7 separate regions of the Mus musculus genome follow, and all the other regions are linked to region 2. The links are chromatin contacts, called in public HiChIP or PLAC-seq and promoter capture Hi-C maps. All regions are on one chromosome and are shown on one strand. Each heading gives the region's core, a stretch centred on a gene start, on an enhancer-like site or on the middle of the called end of the contact. The rest is flanking DNA. Distances are from core to core; before and after follow the strand shown. Region 1 holds the start of Aplf (aprataxin and PNKP like factor). Region 2 holds the start of Gfpt1 (glutamine fructose-6-phosphate transaminase 1). Region 3 holds the start of Tia1 (cytotoxic granule-associated RNA binding protein 1). Region 4 holds the start of A430078I02Rik (RIKEN cDNA A430078I02 gene). Region 5 holds the start of C87436 (expressed sequence C87436). Region 6 holds the start of Pcbp1 (poly(rC) binding protein 1). Region 7 holds the start of Isy1 (ISY1 splicing factor homolog).

Region 1 (2,947 bases), core at 123-2,622, 630 kb after region 2:
TCAGGTGGAAAATAATGGCAGAGATTTTTAAAAACAATTTTTTGTGAATTTTTAAAATTTTATTTTTTACTATATATGTATACCTGTATGTTAGGATATGCATGTGTGTACATTGCCCAGAGAGGCAGAATTACAAGCATTTGTGAATTGCCTGACATAAGTGCTGGGAAGCCAGTCCTCTGTAATAAATTCCAGGCTCTTAATGGCTAGCCCATCTCTCCCTTGTGATATTTCAACTCGACCGCCAGGTTCTCTAGAGTGGCCTTTGTAAATGATAGGTCTTGTGGCAATGCTAAATGGTTTAATACCACCAAATATAATTTCATAGTGCAAACTGCAAACGGTTTGGTTCCTACTCCTCCCAAAGAGGGTAAAGAATATATAGCATAGTGGCCATTTGTACATGTATCACCTTTAAATGACCAGTTTATACTCCAACTTTCTCATTTGAACAAGGCTAATAAAAAGCACCTAACTCAAAAAGTTTTGGAAGTAGTAAATTAAAGTCATCTCTTTAGAACAATGACTGGTTCACTACCCAGACAACTTAAAGACAGCTACTGATACTACCAAAAGGGATACTGCTATTATTGGTAAGGCCCACCAGCCCAGCAGAGAAGGCAAGGAGATAAAAGAAGTTAGCTTAAGGGAGGTGATTAACCTTCCCTGTTATGGCTCATACAGTACCGTAAATATTGTAAGCTTTGTAGGTCAACATGCAACACATTAACCTTTAGAGTACTATACGTCTTTAAATACTAGCAGCGGTTTTGTTTAGTTGGTCTGTTTACATTTTACATCTTACAACCCGAACTTAGCTCAACTTGGATTTGGCCCTCGTTTGCCAGCTGGATAGGCTAATGATGTTAACTCGGTCCATACTCGAACCATACAGGCACCAAAAAGAAATGTCTGGGACTTGACTAACGTTGTTTGAAAACCTACTGCCCCAAACCTATAAAATCTTGACAAGCAGAGCCAAGACGCGGAGTTCCCAAGCTCAGGAGACAAGAGACAGCCTCGGCTGAGCAAGCTCTGGCTGCCCACGCCCACACTACCTCCCACACTTACTCCCAGCAGCGGCCCGCGGCCTATCACAGTCTGCCCCGGCCCCACGGGCACGCGGGGACCGCCGTCCAGAGGCTGCAGAAAGAAGTCCGAAGGCATGGCGGTAAGAGAAGGTTCCTTCGCCAGGAGATACCTCGTAGCCACCTCCCTCAGGCACGCTGGGCATGGCCCGAAGGGGTGTGAAACCCGAGGCTCCTTTCCTGGTGAGTGTGCTTCTTCCCTTTCCGGAATCCCCACTCCTTGAGAGCCTGTGATTCGTGCAGGGAATACCTGTCAACAGACCGCCAAACTACAGCTTAAAAACTGGAACGCACACCCACAATCTTCCAGCACTTCCTCTCACAGGACTCATGGAACGCTGGGTCTTGTAGTTCCTGACACCTCCCTTCGGCTCCTTTCCGGAGTACAGACTGCATGGAAAAACTACCAATCCCAGAAGGCAATACGCGCATCTCTGCGCCTAGGTTGATTCGTGCTTGGGCAGGGGTGGGGCTAGAGTAGTGCTGACGTCAAGGCCTTAGGAGAGGGTTGGCCTGAGTTTTTAAATGAACCACAGTGCTGGCCCGTGGCCCTGTGACTTCAACAGGGGGATGTTCTTTTCCCAATGGAGTATGATGTGTGTATCTGCTTCTTCCCCTTCTCTTCCATAAGGAGACAGCTTCGGCTAGAATAAGGCCTCCGTGGCAGGACTGTCTTCCCTACTCCAAGAAGTATGTCTGGACTTAGATTTTTAGGGTTCAGCCTCAAGAGGGTCATTAACTTTCCTGTGCAGGCGCCCCATACTCATTTGGGGATGGATCTGCAGCCAGTGGAGCTTCTATTTTCAAAGGCCTGGCTCAGACACTTGGCCCACGGGGCCGGAGAATCTTCCTTCTCTATAAAAGAGGCATATTCTCTGGCTGGGATCTGTAGCAGGCCTGTCTTTCTCTTTGGTGGAGGCCTGGACTGGGGGAAGCAAACCTAGGGTCCGAGGGTGGGGGGCAAACCTACAGGGACGGGATGGAGGGGAAAGGTGGTCTTTTCTATGGAGAAGCCAGTTGCTAAGCTCAGGGCTCCCAGCTAGAGGGAACTTTCTCTTTGGAGGAAGCCTGGCCCAGAGTTTGGCACTGCTCTCTTAAGATCTTTTCCTTTCTTGTGGCTGAGGACAGCCTCAGCTAGGCCTGTGTCTGGAGGGCTTTCTCTTCCATATTAAAGCCTGTACTACAGGACTCTGCAGAAGGTCATGGAGTTGGAGTCTTATCCCCTAATGCCTCCAGGAGGCACAAGGTCTTCTCTTCCCCAAGAGGCCACCTTGTCACAAGCCTAGGGGAAATGGAGTTATTCTAAAGAGTCACTGTGACCCTCATTTTGGCTCTCAGAACAGTGGGCCTTAAGAGACTGGAATTTTCCTTAGTAATCTCATGCTGGATTAAAAAGTCAAAAGGCAGACCCATCAAGACGAGAGACTTTCCCCCGGAGAGATTTCACAGTCCCGTCAATTTGTCAGAATGCCTTGCTGAAGCACTAGAACCTCAGCAGTAATGGGCAGGGCCACACCTTGCAACTGGAGATGGCTCAGATATTCAAATGCTGGCCCCCTACTTAAACCTTAGCCTTACTTTAGGAGGCTGAAGATGAACTTGGGGACCTTGGAGCTCTTTGTCCCTCTTCCTAATCAAAACTCCAATGAAATCTATACAGAACCAGAAAACCAAAATTAACTTGGGGGGCAGAAGGGAAGTCAGGCCAAGAACTCCAGGCAGGAACATGGAGGCAGGAACCGATGCAGAGGCTGTGAAAGATGTTGCTTTCTGGCTTATTCCTCAAGGCTTGCTAAATCTGCTTTCTTATGCAACCAATGACCAGTTGCCCAGGGGTGACGCCAATCCCACAGCAATCA
Region 2 (2,722 bases), core at 75-2,574:
CTCTATTTGAGATAGGCGATAAAAAAACTGAAAAGCCTTTGCTTCCTTGCACATACAAAGAGCTTAGGACAAGCCTATAAGGCTTTTATCACTCTTTCCAGCCACCAGAACAGTTTTAATTTGCCACGTATTGCTCTGGTCTATGACTAGGCAAGTGTTGGTTATTAAAAAAAAAAAAAGCCAACCAAACAAACAAACAAAAAAATCTCACTCTATCATAAAGGAACTTAACAGTTTAGTGGGGAGAGGAAAAAAACCACCTTTAATACAGAAGTCTGTTATAGCCGGGCGTGGTGGCGCACGCCTTTAATCCCAGCACTCGGGAGGCAGAGGCAGGCGGATTTCTGAGTTCGAGGCCAGCCTGGTCTACAGAGTGAGTTCCAGGACAGCCAGGGCTACACAGAGAAACCCTGTCTCAAAACAAACAAACAAACAAAAAACAAAACAAAAAACAAAAAACCAAAGAAGTCTGTTATTGTATGAGACAGATCAAAGGATGAGATGTTAAAACCATCTTGGGGAGACCTAAAGATGTCACACTTAAAAGTGGCAAGGATGTGATGTGGGACTCTGTAGAATAACCCTGGCGTGCAGTTTTGAATGCTGGAGCAGTAGGAAGGGGATTCTGGCTGAGAGTGCTTCTGTGGGCCCTACTCATTCATTTCCGTTAGAGCTATCAAGTGCGGGCTGATAACCAGCTACTTTTGCTCCAAGGTATTATTTAAACCTTCTGAAAGGGAACGCCCCGCTAACTCCTCTTTTCTCAACGGAGAGTTCATTCGCGACAAGAGCGATCCCGAGTACAACGTGCCCACAGCTTCCCTGAGCGCAGGCGCAGTGCTGGGACTACTGACTAGTGGTACCTTAGGCAGAGAACAGTGAGGAAGGCAGGGAGTGGGGCGCTGAGCACCTTGCCTACAGCTCAGGTCGTCACCGGAATGGCTGCCCGAGGGCGTCCTGCAGGCTCCCGCACCTCTGCGCCAGCAGCGCAGTTCCGGCCACCGTGGCTCTGCACACTGACACGTCTGTCCCAGGCTCTCCCTCCTGCCCTACAGCTTTTCTCTCTGTCTCCCTCCTTCCCGTTCCCCTTGAAACACACAAACTGCTGTGTAAACATTCCCTTCCTCCTCCTCCTCCGAGGCTCGGCTCGCCCTCAGCGGGCGGCTCCAGGAACCTAAAGCGGATGCTGGTCGAGCCCCTGCCACGTCGCTACCCGCAGCTCTGCGTCTGCGCGCTGGGCGGGCGATGCCTGCGCGTGAGCGGCGCGGGCGCGGCCCAATGGGAGAGCCGCGGCGGCGCGCGTGGCCGGGGGGGGCGGGGCGGCAGTTGAGAGCGAAGCGAGCGCTGAGTCGGACTGTCGGGTCTGAGCTGTCGCATCCCAGAGTCCTCTCATTGCCACCACCCCGGCCCGAGCTCACCCTCGCTTCTGAAGCTCTCCGCGCGCCCGACAGCTCAGCCCTCGCCCGTGACCAACATCATGTGCGGTAAGGGCAGCGATGGGGGTGTGTGGTGGCCGCAGGGCCCGCGCAGTGAAGCCAGAGGTGGACAGCGCGTGTCAACAGAGCGGCCTTGGGGCTGGGGTCCTGAAGAGAAGGGGGGCTTGTGGAGCGGGCATCCCGAGGAGATTGAGGGTCCTGAGGGGAGCCGGGATCTGGAAGGAGAAGGGTCTCTGGGGAGAAAGGCTGCTGTCCGTGAGGCAGGGACTCTAAGATGGGGATTCCGGTGTTGAAGGGGCGGCCGGAGCTAGTGTGCTTAAGAGGGACCGGCAGAGGAGATTGTGGGGGCCCTAGGAGTCAGAGGCTACTTAAAGGGGCTAGAGGATTGGGGGTGGGGTGGGCCAGGGAGGGTATCAGAGCGTTCAAGGGGCACCTTTGCATAGAGCTCAGAGGATAGATGAATACCTACCTTAGAAGAGCTGTGAGGCTCAAAGTGAGACCAAGTATGGAGGGATGCCTAGGGGAAGGTCCACCAGGTGAGTGAGGCGACCTGTGAACATGCTGTGTGGTACTGGGGGTTAAACTCATAAAGGCAGCTTGTCAAGTGAGTGAGTACTCTTTCCCTTAGCCACACCCCCCAAATCCCCTTTTTCTGTCTCTTTGTAACTGGGTCCCACTTGGTAGCCCAGGTTGGCCTGTAATTCACATTGCCCTGTCTCAGCCTTCCAAGTGTTGTGATTATAAGTATGAATGACCACTCCTGGCTGGTAGCATTTCTTGAATTTACTTATCTTGCAGTCTTAAAAATACTTAATTCTAGTCACTTTATTTTAGGCAGGCCTGCGAGAACTCAAGCCAACGCACTGACAGTGATACCCCACATGACTTCTGCCACTCTTAAGTCTCTCAACAGGAACCATTACTAAATCAATAACTTGATGAAATGGGCTCAGAGCTGATCTTGTTGGAAGAGAGAGTAGTAGTCCTGGCTAAAGATCCCACATCATGCATGTACACCTGTTTAACATATGTCTTTACTACAACCATTAAAAAAAACAGGCTCTTTTATTCCATATTTTAAGGCTTCTTATTTAGCTGGGCGGTGGTGGTACAACGCCTTTAATCCTAGCCCTCAGGAGACAGAGGCAGGTGGAAATCAGTGATTTTGAGTACAACCTGGTTCCAAGACAGCTGGAGCACAGTTACACAGAGAAACTCTGTCTTACCCCTCACCCCCGCCCCCCATTATCAAAAAGTGTTACTAAAAGATACCATGAGAATTATAT
Region 3 (2,806 bases), core at 126-2,625, 640 kb before region 2:
CCTACTTCTGCGTTCTGAAGTGTGGACAATATTTGTTTTCTGTCTATAATATAGACTCTATATAATCTGAAAATATGACGTACTCTAGAGATAATTATAGAAGTAGAACTCCCAAATGTGGGGTGGTGGTGGCTCATGCTTTTAATCCCAGCATTAGGGAGGCAGAGGCAAGAGGATCTTTTGAGTTTGAAGCTAGTTTAGTCTACAGAGCTAATTCCAGGACAGCCAGTTCTGCACAGAGACCCCCTGTCTTGAAAAACAGAAAAGTTGAAAGAAAAGAAGGAAGGAAAGGAGGGAGGAAGAAGGAAAGAGAGAGGGAATCCCAAATATGGCAGAGTACGCAATTGGTTCTCAACCTGTGGGTCGCGACCCCTTTACCACCCCTCTATCGCTGAAAGTATTTACATTACAATTCATATCAGTAACAAAATTACAGTTATGAAGTAGCAACAAAAGTACTGTTATGGTTGGGGTCACTACAATGCCAGGAACTGTATTAAAAGGTCGCAACATTAGGAATCTTGAGGACCACTGATGTAAAAGAACGACATTGGATACAAAAACTTTCACGTCTTTAATAAATGCTTTACATAATATGTATAGTGTAATAAGAAAGGATAAAAAAAAGTACCGGAACCACATTCCAGAGCCATAACTCTGAACCCTAAGCAAGGGCTGACTGTTGAGATTCTTCTCACCAATTTGCAACAGTAACTCTGTTATTACCAGCTTTTCGATTACATTGGGTATACAAAAGAAATCCAGACATAAATATGATTCCTGCTCGCAAAGTATTGCTTATTGTCAAGTAGACCTTATTTTCTTACCACAACTCTTACTTCTAAATAATAAGCAAAAATGAAAGTCGAGATTTTTCTCAAACAGCCACTCAACAGCATTGGTATGAGAAAGAATGAATCGTTTCATAAAGCAACGGAAAAAGTGCAAGTATCAATTCGTTCTAATTTTCATTTACATAAATCAAGAATCCAATAGGCAGAGATACTAACGTATCTCCTATGAGTTTTCGGACGCCCAAATCCTCAACAGCGCCGCTGGTGTAGTGGTATCATGCAAGATTCCCATTCTTGCGACCCGGGTTCGATTCCCGGGCGGCGCATGTCTTTTCTCTCTTTAAATAGTGTGCAAAAAGAAAATTTTCCTGCTAGAAAAACACCTGCTATTTTATTTCTTTAACCTCCCCAAGGATTTTTAATTTCACTATATAATTCACAAATGAAACACTCCGCTCTGAAACTACAGAAATCCTAAACTACTGGCATTGCGTCTGCGCACTCTGAGCCATCCCTTGCCTGGTGGCAGCGCGGCTGCGCACCAAGTGAACCCCGTCCTTGAAGCCTAAACCCGGCTGCCAGGAGGGTGAGCATGCTAGCTGGCTGTGCGCATGCGCGGCACGGGTCACTCGGCTGCCGGCTCCTAGGCGTCCGGCTCGCCGCCATCTTGGATCGGGGTTTCATTGTTCGCGGTAGGCCGGGCCTTTTTTTGTGTAATCGCTGCCAAAGAAGAAAGCGAAGTAGCCTCCGGTCAAGCGAGGAGGCCGGCTCTTCCGCAGCCATAGCCCGCCTCAAGGATTTGGGAGGTAGCGAAGGGCAGGGAGCTGGACCCTGAGGTGCCGCCGCGACCGCAGCAGCCATGGAGGACGAGATGCCCAAGACTCTGTGAGTCTGGAGCAGCGTTGAGGGAGGCGGGATGGTGGTCGCCCCGTAGGGAGGCCGCGGCCCTGCGCCTCTCTGCAGCCTATTGTTCTCCGTGGACGCCGCGCTGTGGTGGTTCCTCCCTCCCGTGCGCACGCCAGGATGCTTAGAGCCGAGCCGGGCCGAGAGGACGATGGCGGGAGAGGGGCTCGGCCCCTGTCACCCCTCGGCTGGCTGCACCCGCGGCCCCCAGACCTGGAGGAAGGACTTTTCATTCAAAGCTCTCCTCAGGACTCGGCACGTCCTCCTGGAGTCCCATGCTTGCGTCCTTTTTTTCCCCGCCCCCTCTTTTCGATGAATCTTTTCCAGATTTCCATCTGGAACGTCCTTTCTCTTTTCTTTTGGTAGGATTTTTTTCATTTTTAATTCTTGAAGGCTGAGGTTAAAAACTTTATACTTGCAGTTGAGAACTGGAAAGAAAAAAAAAAAAAAAGCCAGACATCTTTCTCGAAGGTCTTCGGCTTTCCCTCTGTAGTACTCCCCTGACCCTCGACCAAAAAACCTAACTGGACACCCAAGGATGTTGAAACCGTTCTTAAAAAATGGAAATCTCACTCGGAGGGATGCATCTACCGAGGGAAAGTGGGTTTCATTAAAACATATTTACCACCATTTGCGACTAGTGGTTGACATTTTTATTAATGGAGTAACTGTGGTCAGTCAGGTGTAAGCATCTTTAGTGAATATTTTGTAACTCGAGTCTAGGATATTGTCTTTGTCATGTAACTTCCCCTTGCATTCTTTGTTTTTCAACGCACGGGTTGAGGCGGTTGTGCCTTTGTTGGGTTTCACAGGGCAAAAAAGAAAAGCTCAAGAAATTGTGGGTTTTGGTTGTTGTTTTTTTCTCCCGGTATATTTGAAGATTGCAACTTGATGTATCGTGCATATAGTTCATATAAATGAAGTAGGATGAACATGTATCATGTTACGGGCCTTAACTCTGCACCTAGTTCCTGCCATAGCTTTTTATTTCTAGAATCCTGGTACTTTTAGAGCTATGTACATTTAGGGTTCTTTTTGACATTTTCTAGTTATTAAAATTGTTCTGAAGTACAGATACGTTATTCTTTTTCCCCTCGCCCATTTTCAAT
Region 4 (2,878 bases), core at 226-2,725, 560 kb before region 2:
GGCCACCTTCTGGCATCTTCCAATCTTTCAGTGTCACAAGCCAGGATGTCCTGTCAGGAAACCTGAGTAACACCAGCCTCTCTCTCTGTGGGTGAGCTTTGTGGGGGTGAGCGGGGGTCACTTCCTTGGAAGCTCCTTGCTGCTTCTGACAGGCTTTGCTGAGCCCTGCAAGTGTGCTGGAGAGTGACCAGCCTCCAGGGCCTTCTGCTCTTTGTCCTCAGCAATCTAAAGGCACTCAAGGGAAGGAAGGTGCATCCTCTCTGGGGAGGAATGGATTGTTCTAATGTCTGCGATCTGGCCACACTTGGCATCTGTGAAAGCAACTTGCTTTCAGAGCACATGGAGCGCACCTGGCAGAGGTCTCAGATCACATGCATGAGCTGAGGAATTGTAGCTAAAGAAAGCTAAAAGCTGGATGCTATGGCTGTCAGGGTCAGATTAATGAGTTATTGAGGTTGTGTGAATTAGTTTATACTTCAGCTATCTGTGATCTTTGCAATATAAAAGCTAATTCCCCAAAAACACTTAAGAAAGAGCAATAAAGAGAGGCAGAGGCAGGCAAATTTCTGTGAGTTCTAGGCCAGCCCTGTCCACATAGTGCCAGGAGGAATTACATAGTGACATCCTGTCTTAGAAAGAAATGGGGGTTGGGAGGAAAGCAATGATCATAAATTGTATGTTGTCACACACAGTGTGGTGACCTTAAAATGGCTAATACCATGAAAATATCTACAACTTGGTGATGTGATTGGTTTACTGAAAATGTATTTTTTTTTAAGCAAAGTATTCCAGACAATGATAGCCAATTGACAACCCCCTAACAACCCTCACAGATGTCAGGGCAGGAATTTGGTCTCATGTTTCTGCCCCCAACTCCTGGCCTCAGACAGCTGCAGATACATATTCCATGTAGCTCCAGTCTCTGAAATACCAAATGGAAATTTACTGGGGCTCTCAACTAAGCCAGACTCTCACACAAACTGTACTGCCCCATGGGACTCTCCACAGGGCCAGATATTTTATGAGAACGGGCATTCCCAGTTGATTGGGTCAACAAAACGAAACCAAGGAACTGTGTCTTAAAACTAATGTATCCTGTTTAATTGTACACAAGGGACACTCCACTCCAAAGCAAGAGCCAGGCAAATCTCAGGTTTGTAGACTCGGTGAGAATATTGGAGGCTTTTGTGGAGCTTTGTTTTCTTTAGAGAGGGATGACCAGCTGGCAGGGGGCTGGACGCTGCCTTGCAGGAGGAGGGCACCAGCAGAGGAGACAGGAAAACACAGTCAGCAAAACTGCGGAGAGCTTACCAGGGCTCTTGGAGAAGGCACAGAAAGGAGAATCAAGGGCAAGCAGCGGGTTGTTAGACTGTCGACCTCAGAAAGGCAGCCCAGCTCTGGAGTTTCCAAGTCAGGGAAGAAAAGCAGCTGCTCGTGGACCTTCAGGTGTGGGCTGTCCTGAAATGGCCATGCGAAGAGCAGCAAGAGTCTAGAGGCCACTGCTGGCTGCACAGAAGGGGCCGTGGAGCGCTCTCAAAGATGTGTGACTAGGCAAAGCAAGAGCTTGCACTAGCTTTGCTTTTAAACATTTGTATATATTTCCATCTTTGAATCAGTAATTTGTTTACACGACTCAAAATTTAAAAACAACAGCAAACAAATTAGTATATACCTCCCATTGCCCATCCTTTATCTGGGAATGGTTATACAGGGAAAAGTCCCATGTGCATGTTATGCAACTACAGATAGCAAACGTACTGTGTTTCAAAAATAACTCTGAGAAAGATTTTTGTGTATTATTGTTGTTTGTTAAGTCAGGGTCTCAGTAGGTATCTCTAGCCAGCCTGGAGCTCAATCTGCCTGCTTCTGAATGTTGTAATTAAAACAATTGTGTCCAGCAAAGCATGGTGTTGTTAGTGGTGGTTTTTGAGATAGGGTCTCATTATGTAACTCTGGCTGTCCAAGAATTCACTGTGTAATACAGGCTAACCTGGAACTTACTCGCCGAGACTTGCCTGCCTTTTCTCTGCCTCCCTAGTACTGGAATGAAAGGTAGCTGTTAGAGATCATGCCTGCCCAGGGATTTGGTGTTTGTTTGTTTGTTTGTTTGTTTGTTTGTTTGTTTTTAGAAAATCCTTTGCAGCCCAGGCTAACCTTGCATTTGACCTTTTGTAGCCCAGGTTAACCTTGAACTTGACAGGTAGCTGGGGGGTGACCTTGAACTTCCAAGCCTTCTTCCTTTATCACCTAGGTGTTAGAATAGGTTTGGGCCACTCCTGGTTTAAGTGTTGATAGGATAGAATTCCAGTTTTTCTATCAGCCAAGCAATATTCTCTGCTTAGAAGAAAGGAGTCTAATGCCTTAACAGAAAAGGCTGCTTGGGAGATAGATATGCTAGCCCTGATCTGAACCCCACTCTGTGGGGAGGTACCGGGCTCTCAGCAGAACCTGAGTTTATTGACTTGGCCAACAAACTGCAGGATTGGCTTGTCTTTTCCTCACCAGCAATGGCCTACAGGTTACAGACACACAGCACCCTGCACCCCGCAGTGTTAACATGGTCCCTAGGGTCACAGCTGGGGGCCTCATGCCCTGGAGTAGGCACTTGACCAACAGCCATCTCTGACTTTTTAAAAAAAAGATCTCCTCCTATATATAGCCTTGACTGACCTGAAACTGACTTTGGAGACCAGTTAGACTTTGAACTATTGACTGCCTTCCTCTGTCTCATAACTGATGAGATTGTAGGTATGCACCTCCAAGCCGTATGTGTACGTGTGTGTACGTGTGTGTACGTGTGTGTGTGTGTGTGTGTGTGTGTGTGTGTGTGTGTGTGTGTGTGTGTTAGAAGCTTACTATCCCTTGTTTCTCTGGATTT
Region 5 (3,086 bases), core at 473-2,972, 600 kb before region 2:
TCCTTAGAAGGAGCCAGGTCCTAGAGGAACAGGAATATGCAGGCCTGTGAGGAAACACTTGAGGAGGAGGTCCACTAACTAGCGGGCAGCTGGCGTTGCCTGATACCACTGGGACATACAATGCAATGAATGGCTTAACTTAATATCCTGTTTTTTGTTGTTGTTGTTTTTTGTTTTTATTCGAGACAGGGTTTCTCTGTATAGTCCTGGCTGTCCTGGAACTCACTTTGTAGACCAGGCTGGCCTTGAACTCAGAAATCCGCCTGCCTCTGCCTCCCAAGTGCTGTGATTAAAGGCGTGTGCCACCACGGCCCGGCTTTTTGTTTTGTTTTGTTTGTTTTTATCTGCTTTTTTTGTTTTGTTTTGTTTTTTGTTTTTTTTTAAATGTCAGTTGAAAATTGCAGCCTGGGAGAGCTTGGTGTGAGGACACCCAAGTTGGCTGGTTCTGAAGACAGGGAGGTGAGGATCACAAGGTCTTTCATGAACCACTGCACACTTAATGAGAAAGGAGAGAAACAGCATCCAGAAAGATGTTGTCTGCATGTCTCTCTATTGGAGGGCTTGACATTGAACTATAGAACAAAGGAGAAACACTTCCCAATGCCAGGCAAAGAAATGAGGGTTGATGCTCTCTGGTCACCACTTGAGGCAGTTGCTAGGAACTAACTAGCCATGTGATCCAGGTATAAATATGAATGCTTTTGAACTTAACAGCAAATAAAAATTGTGGCGAGAGGAAACATCTCTTTTTTTAGTTCCTTCAGTTTCTGAAACAATATTAGAAAAATCTGATCCCAGAAAAGGGCCACTGTAACGGAGAAAAGTAAAATTTGGCTAGAGCAAAGCAATTGTGCCTACAGCGCACCACCAGTAGGTGTCCAAGCTATGGGAACACACCGGCCTCACCTAAGGCACCATAGCTTTCCGAGTGTTTCTGAAGTGCGGTGGTGGCACATGTCTTTAATCCCAACACATTGGAGGGAAGAGGCCCGCGGATCTATGTTCGAGACCAGCCTGATCTACAGAAAGAGTTCCAGGAAACACAATATTGGTGCCGGGGATTTACGATTCTGAAGAACAAATATACATAAAGTCTATTTCGGCTCTTTCCAAGGGGGGAGTCGTTCAATAATGTGTAAGAGCGAAGCGAGAGAAAACCATACAAGCTCAGGCGAGCTCTGCTTCCGATTCCAGTAAAACTGTTTTCAGCACAGAATTGTTCAGGTTCGATGTACTAGGGACCACCGGGAAGCCCTTGCTGGTGTGTTCTGTACGTTTAGGTAAAGCCACAAAGTGTCAGCACCCTGAGCCTTCTCTGTAGTTTTCCAAAAGAGAGCACTCCCCTGAAATACTACAAATCCCATGGTGCCACTTCAGCGGAGGTGAGCGGGCCCTTGGCGCACGTGGGCTGATCTGACCAATAACGACCGTCGTTACAAGCAAACAGTTTGGACGTGTTTGTAAAAGTCCGTTTGTAAAAGGAGAAGAGACGCGGCGAGGGTCGTCACCAACGAGATTCCTAGAGTTGCGAGGCAGGTAAGGGGGCAAAGTGGGAGAGGCCAAGCACCGGCGGAGCACGGCTTAGGGTGGGAACAGAGGCGGAAAAAGTGTTCGGGGAACTGCGTGTCGGACTGCTGACATTTTTGCTGGGCCCTCAGTTTGACGCCGCCGGAAGTGGGCGTTTTGCGCAGGATGCCGGGAAGCGGGTCGCATGGGAAGTGCGTTTTCCAGCCGGCCGTTCCCGGAAGCTGAGCTTAGGCGCGCTCCCCTAAACAACACCGAGGAATTGTGGCCCGGACTCTGTTATTTGACAGTGACCGGGCTGATTCTACAATCAGTAAAGGTCTGCGAGCTGTGACGTCTCGATCCAACCAGACAGTTTTATTCCTAAAATGGGTAAATAGCGCCTCCACAGGATCCCTTGTGTGAATGCATGCACTCGAATACTTCTTTCTTACTTGGGGCGGTGTTCACGTGCCCAAAACAGCGTCCCCACACCGACCAGCTCAGCGGCCGCATGGGACAGGGGGCAGCCTACCGCGCCTCGGGTTCCCTCAGCCAGCGCCAGGCGCTGCTCACCCTCTTGCTGAGAAGAGACAATCATCGGGAGACCCTTCAGGTTTCCAGCGGAGCTCCTTCACAAGTCGCGTTCCTTGTGTATCCTTTTTTAAGACAGAGTCTGCAAGCCGGGCGTGGTGGCGCAGCCTGTCATCCCAGCACTCGGGAGGCGAAGGCAAGAAGATCTCAAATTCCAGGACAGCTAGGCTACATAACAGACCTTGTCTCAAAAAGAAAAGAACAAACTGGGTATGGTGACGAGCTCCTTTAATACCAGAACTCTACAGGCAGAGACTGGCGAGTCTCTGAGTTCGAGGCTTCCCCGGTCCATCCCAGGACAGCCAGAGCGATACAAAGAAATCCTGCCCCCTACCTCCCGCCCCACCACACCCCAAAAAAGGAAAATAAGAAAAAAACTCTGTAATAATTCGTAGTGATACATGTTTTCAAATTCGAATAGTAAAAAAAATGAGATTAAACCTCCATTTCTCGGGTCTCAAATTACTGCTGAGGAAATAGACAACTATGCTGTGTCCTTAAAGTCTTTTCTAAAAAAAGATTTTTGTGTATGCATGTGTGTATATCCAGTGTGTCAAAGGAGTTGGACTTCCCAGAATTAAGAGTTTTAGGCAGATGAGCCCTGATGTTACTGCTTGGAACCAAACTTGGGCCCTCTAAAAGAGCAATACACACTTTTAACCACTAGCCATCTCTGCAGCCCCATTTTCCCCTTTCCTTTCCTTTCAAAACCAAGCATAGCATACACAAAGCACTAAGCTTTGTTACTGGTATACAGATCTCAACTGTTTTTAATGGCTTTACAGTCGCATCTTACTCAGCACACTGTACTTAGTTCTTTAATGGAAGTCCTTTTCCTATTCTGCAGGTACAAAATCTCATAGAGGGATATCTGTGATTTGGATGCCAGCCTGGTCCACATATTGAGTACAGCCAGGTGTACATAGTAAGACCCTATCTTCAAAAAAGAGGTGGGAGCTGGAAAGACCACCCAGTAGTTAAGAATACAT
Region 6 (2,715 bases), core at 46-2,545, 520 kb before region 2:
TACTGGGCCAGGCTAATACTGGCAGCCGAGCCAGTAATAGTGACCTGCCTTCCAGAAGAGCCTTCCACCGGGTTGGCAATTTTGATCTGGGCCCCGGACATCTGGCGGATCTCATTGATGTTGGCGCCTTGGCGCCCGATTATGCAGCCGATTAAGTTATTTGGAATGGTGAGTTCATGGGTGGTTTGAGTAGATGCATCCAAACTTGCCCAATAGCCTTTCACCTCTGGAGAGCTGGAGTCAATTCCGGCGAATCCCGTCCCGCCGTGCATCATGGCAAAGTGAGACTGTTGTCTTGCCACCTGGTTCAGCTTGGCCAGATCCAGCGGAGAAATGGTGTGTTGTCCTTGAATCGAGTAGGCGTCTAGAGGTGGTCCCTCCAGGTCGTGGGTGGCGTGGGGGTAGCCCGCCGCGTCGCTGCAGCGATCTTGGCCGCCCGCGCAGATGACTGGCGAGCTGGCCGGCATGGGCTGGTACGGGATGGTCATGACTCTCCCCTGTGGAGACTGGGAGAGCGTCTCCAGCATGACCAGGCAGATCTGCTTCACACACTCGGTGACGGACTGCGGCACGCCGGCGATAGTGATAGCCCGCTCGGTCGAGTTGGGCAGCATATCCCCCGCCACCTGGACCTGGGCCCCGGTGCTCTCGCGGATCTCCTTGATCTTGCAGCCGCCCTTGCCGATCAGGGAGCCACACTGGGTGGCGGGCACGACCAGCCGAAGTGTGACCGGGGGCCTGCTGGCCGCCGTACTGTTGGTCATGGAGCTGTTGATATCTTCCTCCAGCTTGTCGATGATCATGGCGAAGGCCTTAAAGATGGCATTGGTAGGCCCAGTCAGCGTGATGATCCTCTCCGGGCAGTTCCCCTCCGAGATGTTGATCCGCGCGCCGCTCTCCTCGCGGATCCTCTTCACCGACTCCCCTTTCTTCCCGATGATGCTGCCTACTTCCTTTCCGTGCATCAGCAGCCGAATGGTGAGAGTCACGTTGAGTCCGCTTTCAGTCACACCGGCGTCCATGGCGAGCGGCGGGCGGCGTTCGGGAGTTGGGCTCGTTACGTGGTCAAGTCCTGGGCGGCTGGCGGGGGAGGGGAGGAGTAGGCCCGAACTGCCGGCGCGAGGCGAGCGGGGGGCCGCAGGAGCGGGCGGGCGCGGGCGGGAGGCCGCGGCGGCGTCGCAGGACTGGCGGCGGCGGCGACGGGGGCGAGCGGGACCGGGAGCGGTCGACGGGCGGGTGGGCGAGGGCGCGGCGGTGGCGACTCCGGCGGCAGCCTCGGCGGTCTGGGCGGGGCGGGAAGCCCGCTTTCAACCCCGCGTACCCTCTGACCCCGGAAGTGCTTTCCGCGCAGGACCCCTAGGAGAAAAAAAAGAGGACCGGCTTTTTTAGGTCACAAGACTGCGCCAGCGCGCGCGACCCTTGAGAAAAATAACCCGGTGGCACCGCCGTCGGGTTGAAAACGGACAACGTGGGCAAAACTGGGGACCCGGCAGAGATTGAGAGGGAGCACGTGTTTTGTTAACCCTAGCGGCTCCGGCAGGGGACTGGGAAAATATACTGGTTTTGTGCCGGGGACAGATAATTGTTTCCCGGTCCGCCCAAGGATTCGATGGCGGAGCGATACAGGCATCGGCGGAGGCCGCTGCAGGCGGGAGCTAGGCCGCCGCGGGTCGAAAACGTGCGCGGGAGGGGACCAGGGCGCATGCGCGGCAGCGAGGGGGGGCGCGAGCGGCCCGCGTTGGCTTCCGTGGGGGGAGGGGCGGCGAGGCGAGGCGCGGCCCGGCGGCTGTGCACGCGCTCTGCTGGGCACGTGGGGCCCCTTCGTCCCCGGCGTCCGGGCGCCTGGTCCCAGCCCCCACCTTGGCCTCCGTCCGGCGGCTGCGTCCGCGACGCAGAGAGACTCGAGCGAGAGTCACCCGCCCCGGCGAGTGCCGCTCGGGCTAGTGGCGTTAGGAACGGGGGCCGCTGGAATGGCGTCCACTTACATAATGCTTTGTTTGCACTTGGTCGGCTCCGGTTAGGGAAGCCCTCGGAGGCGCTACCTCCTGCCCTCGTGTTTTATGTCCCACGATAGTTCCCGAGACCTTAGAGGAGCGGTGCGCACTGACGGCGTGCCGGCATGGCCCCCCGCATGTCCGCGCTGGCTCGCCCGCCGCCTGGACCACGCTTTCGGGAGGCGGCCAAGCCTGGGCGCCGCCGCCATCTTGGGAGGTCGCCCTGACCGAGGCCTCCCGCCGGGAAATGGCCCTCGAGACGCTGGAGAGCGCCTTGTGCTTTCTTTGCCGGCTCCTCGTGCCGCCGCCATAGTCAGCCTGGAGGAGGTCGTGTGAAGGAACGTGTTGTTTAATACTTGGCCGAAAGGACCAGCGTGGCGTTCCTCACCCCACCGCCACCCCACCCCCGAGCGGGGAGGGCTGGCGGCCATGTTTCCCAACAAAATGGCGACACGTGTCGCCATCGAAAAATTGGGCCGGGTCTGAAAGCTCTAGAATGTGCCTTTCATCAGTCTCAGAATTTCCCATAGGATGAAACAGCAAGAGGTGCTTTTGGAAGAAAGTTAATTCCCTTGGTGGGCAGGAGAATAAATAAAATGCAGGCCTGACACGGGATTTTTAAAAAACTGAGTAATGGCAGGCAGGTGTGTGCCTGTGTGTGTGCGTGCGCGCGTGTGTGCACAGTATGTAACCAAGTACCCAAGCATCTAGAAAAAATTTC
Region 7 (3,117 bases), core at 396-2,895, 800 kb after region 2:
GTGCTGCCGCAGCAGTGTTAAGTCAATGGTCCCTAAATGTTACACAGGATCAGGAAGAGAACAGTTTTTTTCAGTTGGATTGTGAACTACACAGAAAGCGCACCTGCTGAATTTGGAACTAGAGATTTTGCTCCTAGCTCTTCCTCTCACCATCACTGAGACGTGGTCTCACCAAAATCTAAGTTTCCCTTCACAGCACATATTGTAGCTTTTATCTTGCAACGTTATGATGACTTACTCAGATAAACGCATGAAGTCAAGCAGAAACAGACACACAGTCTAGAGAGTCAGCAAGATGAGTTTAATTTAACTTGCCCTTCAGATTGCCCCTTCCAATCAACTCTGAAAGGAACCTGGCCAGTGGAAGGTGGATATATGAACATGACATCAATACAGGACACACCCTCCTTCAGAAGTAGCTGTTCAAGACCACTGTTTCCTCTCCTTTTTAGGTTTCTGTTCTCAACAGTCTGTAGTGTCCAAAACATCCTCTGTAAGCATTCCATGGCTTCCTTAAATGTTTATGCATCTGTTTTATTTAACAGGAGTATGTATCTGTTTGCCCCTATGTATGTGTAAATACCACCCCGCCCAAAGTGTATTAATGTTTTTTTTCTACTTAGTATTATAAAGCACAGACTGACAAGAAGGCCTATATATTTGAATGTGTCCATATTTTGCACGTGGTTATGCATATACTTACACCTGATCCTTAAACATAATTTGGTATATGCATATAGATAAATATCTACCAAAATGGGCTGGTTTTGTAGATAAGACTATACAGATTTCAAAGACATCAATAAATCTCAGAAGTATGAAAGCCACTCCGTATACTTTTAAGGGGATTTTTACCTTTAATTTTTTAATATTTTTTGTATGTGTATGAGTGCTTTGCATGTATGCATGTAAGTGCACCACATGAGTGTCTAGTGTCACTTAACAAGTGGGTGTTGGATCCCCTAAAACTAGAGTTTTGGATGATTGTAAGCAACCATGTGGGTGCTGGGAACCAAAGTGAAGTGGTTTTTGATCACTGGGCCATCTCTCGAGGTCCACGGACACTTTACTTTGAAATTACTACAGTAACTGCGCCTCTTTGAACCAACACTGTGTCTGATCTCATACTTCCATATTAAACGCTTCTTGAGTGAATGAAACCGAGAATCACAACCTCTCAACAGATCAGCCCATCCTATTCATTCACTCACGGTTATGTCACACACGTCTAGAGAATGTCAGATTCTGTCCTCGGTTTCAGGCAAGCAAAGGCGTGGAGACCCTGCCCTTTAAAAGGTCCTATCCGTGGAACCTGAGAACGCCCGGGCCGTTCAGTCTCTACGCATAATGTGCTTCACCCAGACTGAACCACCAAGACGCAATACAGCTCCCAAACTCAGTTTTCTTGCCATTTCTTACAGCTACGCCAGGTGGGAAAAGAATCCCGGCATAGGCCAGGGAGCCCGAGGCCGCACACTGGCCCAGACCTCGGGTCCCCCGTGAGCCCCATCCCTTCCCCAACGCACTCACCATGGTGCCGGCGAGGGCGCCCTGGCGCCGCTCTGCAACGCAACGTGCTCAGGCGCCCGGAACAAGGCAGGCAGACGCGGGAACGGAAAACAGCGGACAGTCTGGTCTTTTTGTCGGAAGACTAAATGGAAAGGACCGGAAATTAAGGACCGGAAGCGAGGGAGGGAGGACGAGGGAGGGGAGAGAATTGCAGTGGAGCTTCGGTAGGCGGCTTCCCGCCGACGCGTGTCCAGTGCGTCATCCCGCGCCTAAGTCAGCAAGACTACGCTTGCGCGGCAGGAATGTGTGCGTCATTTGTCGTTTGGTTTCGTTCTGCTGGTAACTGCGGTCAAAGATTCGCCTGCCTCTGCCCTTCCTGAGTCTTCTATGACAGCAGATGACCTTTTTGAAAATGACTGCACCTCTCTGAATGCACTGAGTGTTCATAGCCCCTAGGGACCCTGCGTGGAGTTCTGTCACCTGCCTGGACCCGCCAGGCGCAGGCACTGGGGCAAACCATAGCCATTGGGGCGAACCTGTCTTCCTGGGAGGCTTCTTCACCGCTGCCTGCCATTTACCTGGAGCTGAACAGTGACTGAGACTATGATCGTCCTCCTTTTAAGAAACGTGTATAATTATCATTATTCTTTATTAAAGGTGGCTGTTTCCATGAAACTGACAGATGTGATCGTGAAAGAAACATTTAAGCCAAGGAATCAGCTCTCTCTCCACACATTCCCAGAAGGCAGAGACCACATCTTTTAAAATACAGAGATGCGGTGGTGGCGAACGCCTTTAATCCTAGCACTCAGGAGGCAGTGGCAGGCGGATTTCTGAGTTCGAGGCCAGCCTGGTCTACAAAGTGAGTTCCAGGACAGCCAGGGCTACACAGAGAAACCCTGTCTCGAAAAAACAAATTAATTAATTAATTAAAATAAAATACAGAGATAAGGCCAGGCTTGTTGGCTAATGCCTTCAATCCCAGCATTTTGATGGCAAAAGAGGCCAGTTTCTGTGAACTGGTGGACACCCTGGTCTTCATAGAGAGGAAATCCAGGCGAGCCGGGGGTGCATAGTGAGAACTTGCCTCAAAAACTAAAGAAAAAGGCAGCTTGGATCCCAAGACTCAGAAGGCAGGCATATCTTTGAAGTTTGAAGCTAGTCTACAAAGTTAAGTTCCAGGATAGCCACACGAAACGACTCGAAAAACAAAAACGTAATGAGAAGAAAATGAAATACGGAGTAAGGTCCAGAGAAGAAAAAGCTACCTGGAGCAAGTGGGAAGTTAGAGACTACGTGAGTCACTTAGCAGAGATGGATTCTGGAAATGGTGGTGGGCTCTCCCACTGAGTCAACACTAAGGAGAGTACCCTGTCATAGTCCATGCAAGAATGTTACCACCGTGCATATAAGACCAAATTAGAGTCCCTTATTAGTTGGCAACTAGTGGGCAGGCTCTTGTCCCAAAGCACACTGCATCAAAGCTCAGGTATACGGCATTTATTGAGCTAAAAACCAGTGACATTTGCAGTCAGATGTAGGTGACAGGAACCAGAATATTTGTTTTGGTATGCATTTGGCAGACGTTTTTGGCTGTACATCTCAGCC

The links. Promoter capture Hi-C pulls out the DNA fragments that hold promoters and counts their contacts. HiChIP or PLAC-seq counts read pairs in DNA pulled down with a chosen protein or histone mark.
Region 1: a contact with region 2 is called in an H3K4me3 HiChIP or PLAC-seq map of embryonic forebrain, with 6 times the contacts expected there. The contact joins the promoter of Aplf here to the promoter of Gfpt1 in region 2. A contact is called at or near these places in 5 of 39 promoter capture datasets (the C10 cell line, the HPC-7 cell line, embryonic stem cells and 2 more), 10 of 115 datasets of contacts at active chromatin or transcription factors (the NIH/3T3 cell line, astrocytes, cardiomyocytes and 7 more) and 3 of 9 other capture datasets (embryonic stem cells, liver and macrophages).
Region 3: a contact with region 2 is called in an H3K27ac HiChIP or PLAC-seq map of cardiomyocytes, with 4 times the contacts expected there. The contact joins the promoter of Tia1 here to the promoter of Gfpt1 in region 2. A contact is called at or near these places in 1 of 39 promoter capture datasets (liver), 2 of 484 Hi-C or Micro-C datasets (CD4 T cells and regulatory T cells), 6 of 115 datasets of contacts at active chromatin or transcription factors (astrocytes, cardiomyocytes, effector CD8 T cells and 3 more) and 1 of 9 other capture datasets (liver).
Region 4: a promoter capture Hi-C map of pre-B cells shows a contact between it and region 2, with 2.4 times the contacts expected there. The contact joins the promoter of A430078I02Rik here to the promoter of Gfpt1 in region 2. A contact is called at or near these places in 3 of 39 promoter capture datasets (liver and pre-B cells), 3 of 484 Hi-C or Micro-C datasets (CD4 T cells, cerebral cortex and embryonic stem cells) and 2 of 115 datasets of contacts at active chromatin or transcription factors (extraembryonic endoderm stem cells and stem cell-derived neural progenitor cells).
Region 5: a contact with region 2 is called in an H3K27ac HiChIP or PLAC-seq map of thymic regulatory T cells, with 7 times the contacts expected there. The contact joins the promoter of C87436 here to the promoter of Gfpt1 in region 2. A contact is called at or near these places in 5 of 39 promoter capture datasets (the HPC-7 cell line, hippocampal neurons, liver and 1 more), 1 of 484 Hi-C or Micro-C datasets (uterus), 7 of 115 datasets of contacts at active chromatin or transcription factors (the NIH/3T3 cell line, astrocytes, cardiomyocytes and 4 more) and 2 of 9 other capture datasets (adipose tissue and pancreatic islet).
Region 6: a contact with region 2 is called in an H3K27ac HiChIP or PLAC-seq map of microglia, with 7 times the contacts expected there. The contact joins the promoter of Pcbp1 here to the promoter of Gfpt1 in region 2. A contact is called at or near these places in 2 of 39 promoter capture datasets (hippocampal neurons and neutrophils), 3 of 484 Hi-C or Micro-C datasets (CD8 T cells and embryonic stem cells) and 8 of 115 datasets of contacts at active chromatin or transcription factors (astrocytes, effector CD8 T cells, extraembryonic endoderm stem cells and 5 more).
Region 7: a promoter capture Hi-C map of second pharyngeal arch cranial neural crest shows a contact between it and region 2. The contact joins the promoter of Isy1 here to the promoter of Gfpt1 in region 2. A contact is called at or near these places in 12 of 39 promoter capture datasets (the 3T3-L1 cell line, 3T3-L1-derived adipocytes, the C10 cell line and 8 more) and 3 of 115 datasets of contacts at active chromatin or transcription factors (astrocytes, effector CD8 T cells and memory CD8 T cells).

The regions. Positions count from the first base shown.
Region 1 is chr6:87,670,789-87,673,735 of GRCm38.p6, forward strand. It overlaps Aplf (aprataxin and PNKP like factor), which reads right to left and starts at 1,373. Exons shown (of 10, transcript NM_001372332.1): 1 at 1,072-1,373. The coding sequence starts at 1,167. It also overlaps E230015B07Rik.
Region 2 is chr6:87,041,522-87,044,243 of GRCm38.p6, forward strand. Gfpt1 (glutamine fructose-6-phosphate transaminase 1) reads left to right here and starts at 1,325. Exons shown (of 19, transcript NM_013528.3): 1 at 1,325-1,484. The coding sequence starts at 1,478.
Region 3 is chr6:86,402,844-86,405,649 of GRCm38.p6, forward strand. Tia1 (cytotoxic granule-associated RNA binding protein 1) reads left to right here and starts at 1,376. Exons shown (of 13, transcript NM_011585.4): 1 at 1,376-1,679. The coding sequence starts at 1,654. n-TGccc4 (a tRNA gene) reads left to right here and starts at 1,050; the gene lies at 1,050-1,120.
Region 4 is chr6:86,479,355-86,482,232 of GRCm38.p6, forward strand. It overlaps A430078I02Rik (RIKEN cDNA A430078I02 gene), which reads right to left and starts at 1,476. Exons shown (of 3, transcript NR_131126.1): 1 at 1,312-1,476.
Region 5 is chr6:86,436,952-86,440,037 of GRCm38.p6, forward strand. It overlaps C87436 (expressed sequence C87436), which reads left to right and starts at 1,723. Exons shown (of 10, transcript NM_001364557.1): 1 at 1,723-1,896.
Region 6 is chr6:86,524,894-86,527,608 of GRCm38.p6, forward strand. It overlaps Pcbp1 (poly(rC) binding protein 1), which reads right to left and starts at 1,296. Exons shown (of 1, transcript NM_011865.4): 1 at 1-1,296. The coding sequence starts at 1,022. 1600020E01Rik (RIKEN cDNA 1600020E01 gene) reads left to right here and starts at 2,437. Exons shown (of 5, transcript NR_037960.1): 1 at 2,437-2,540.
Region 7 is chr6:87,837,114-87,840,230 of GRCm38.p6, forward strand. It overlaps Isy1 (ISY1 splicing factor homolog), which reads right to left and starts at 1,646. Exons shown (of 11, transcript NM_133934.4): 1 at 1,531-1,646. The coding sequence starts at 1,533.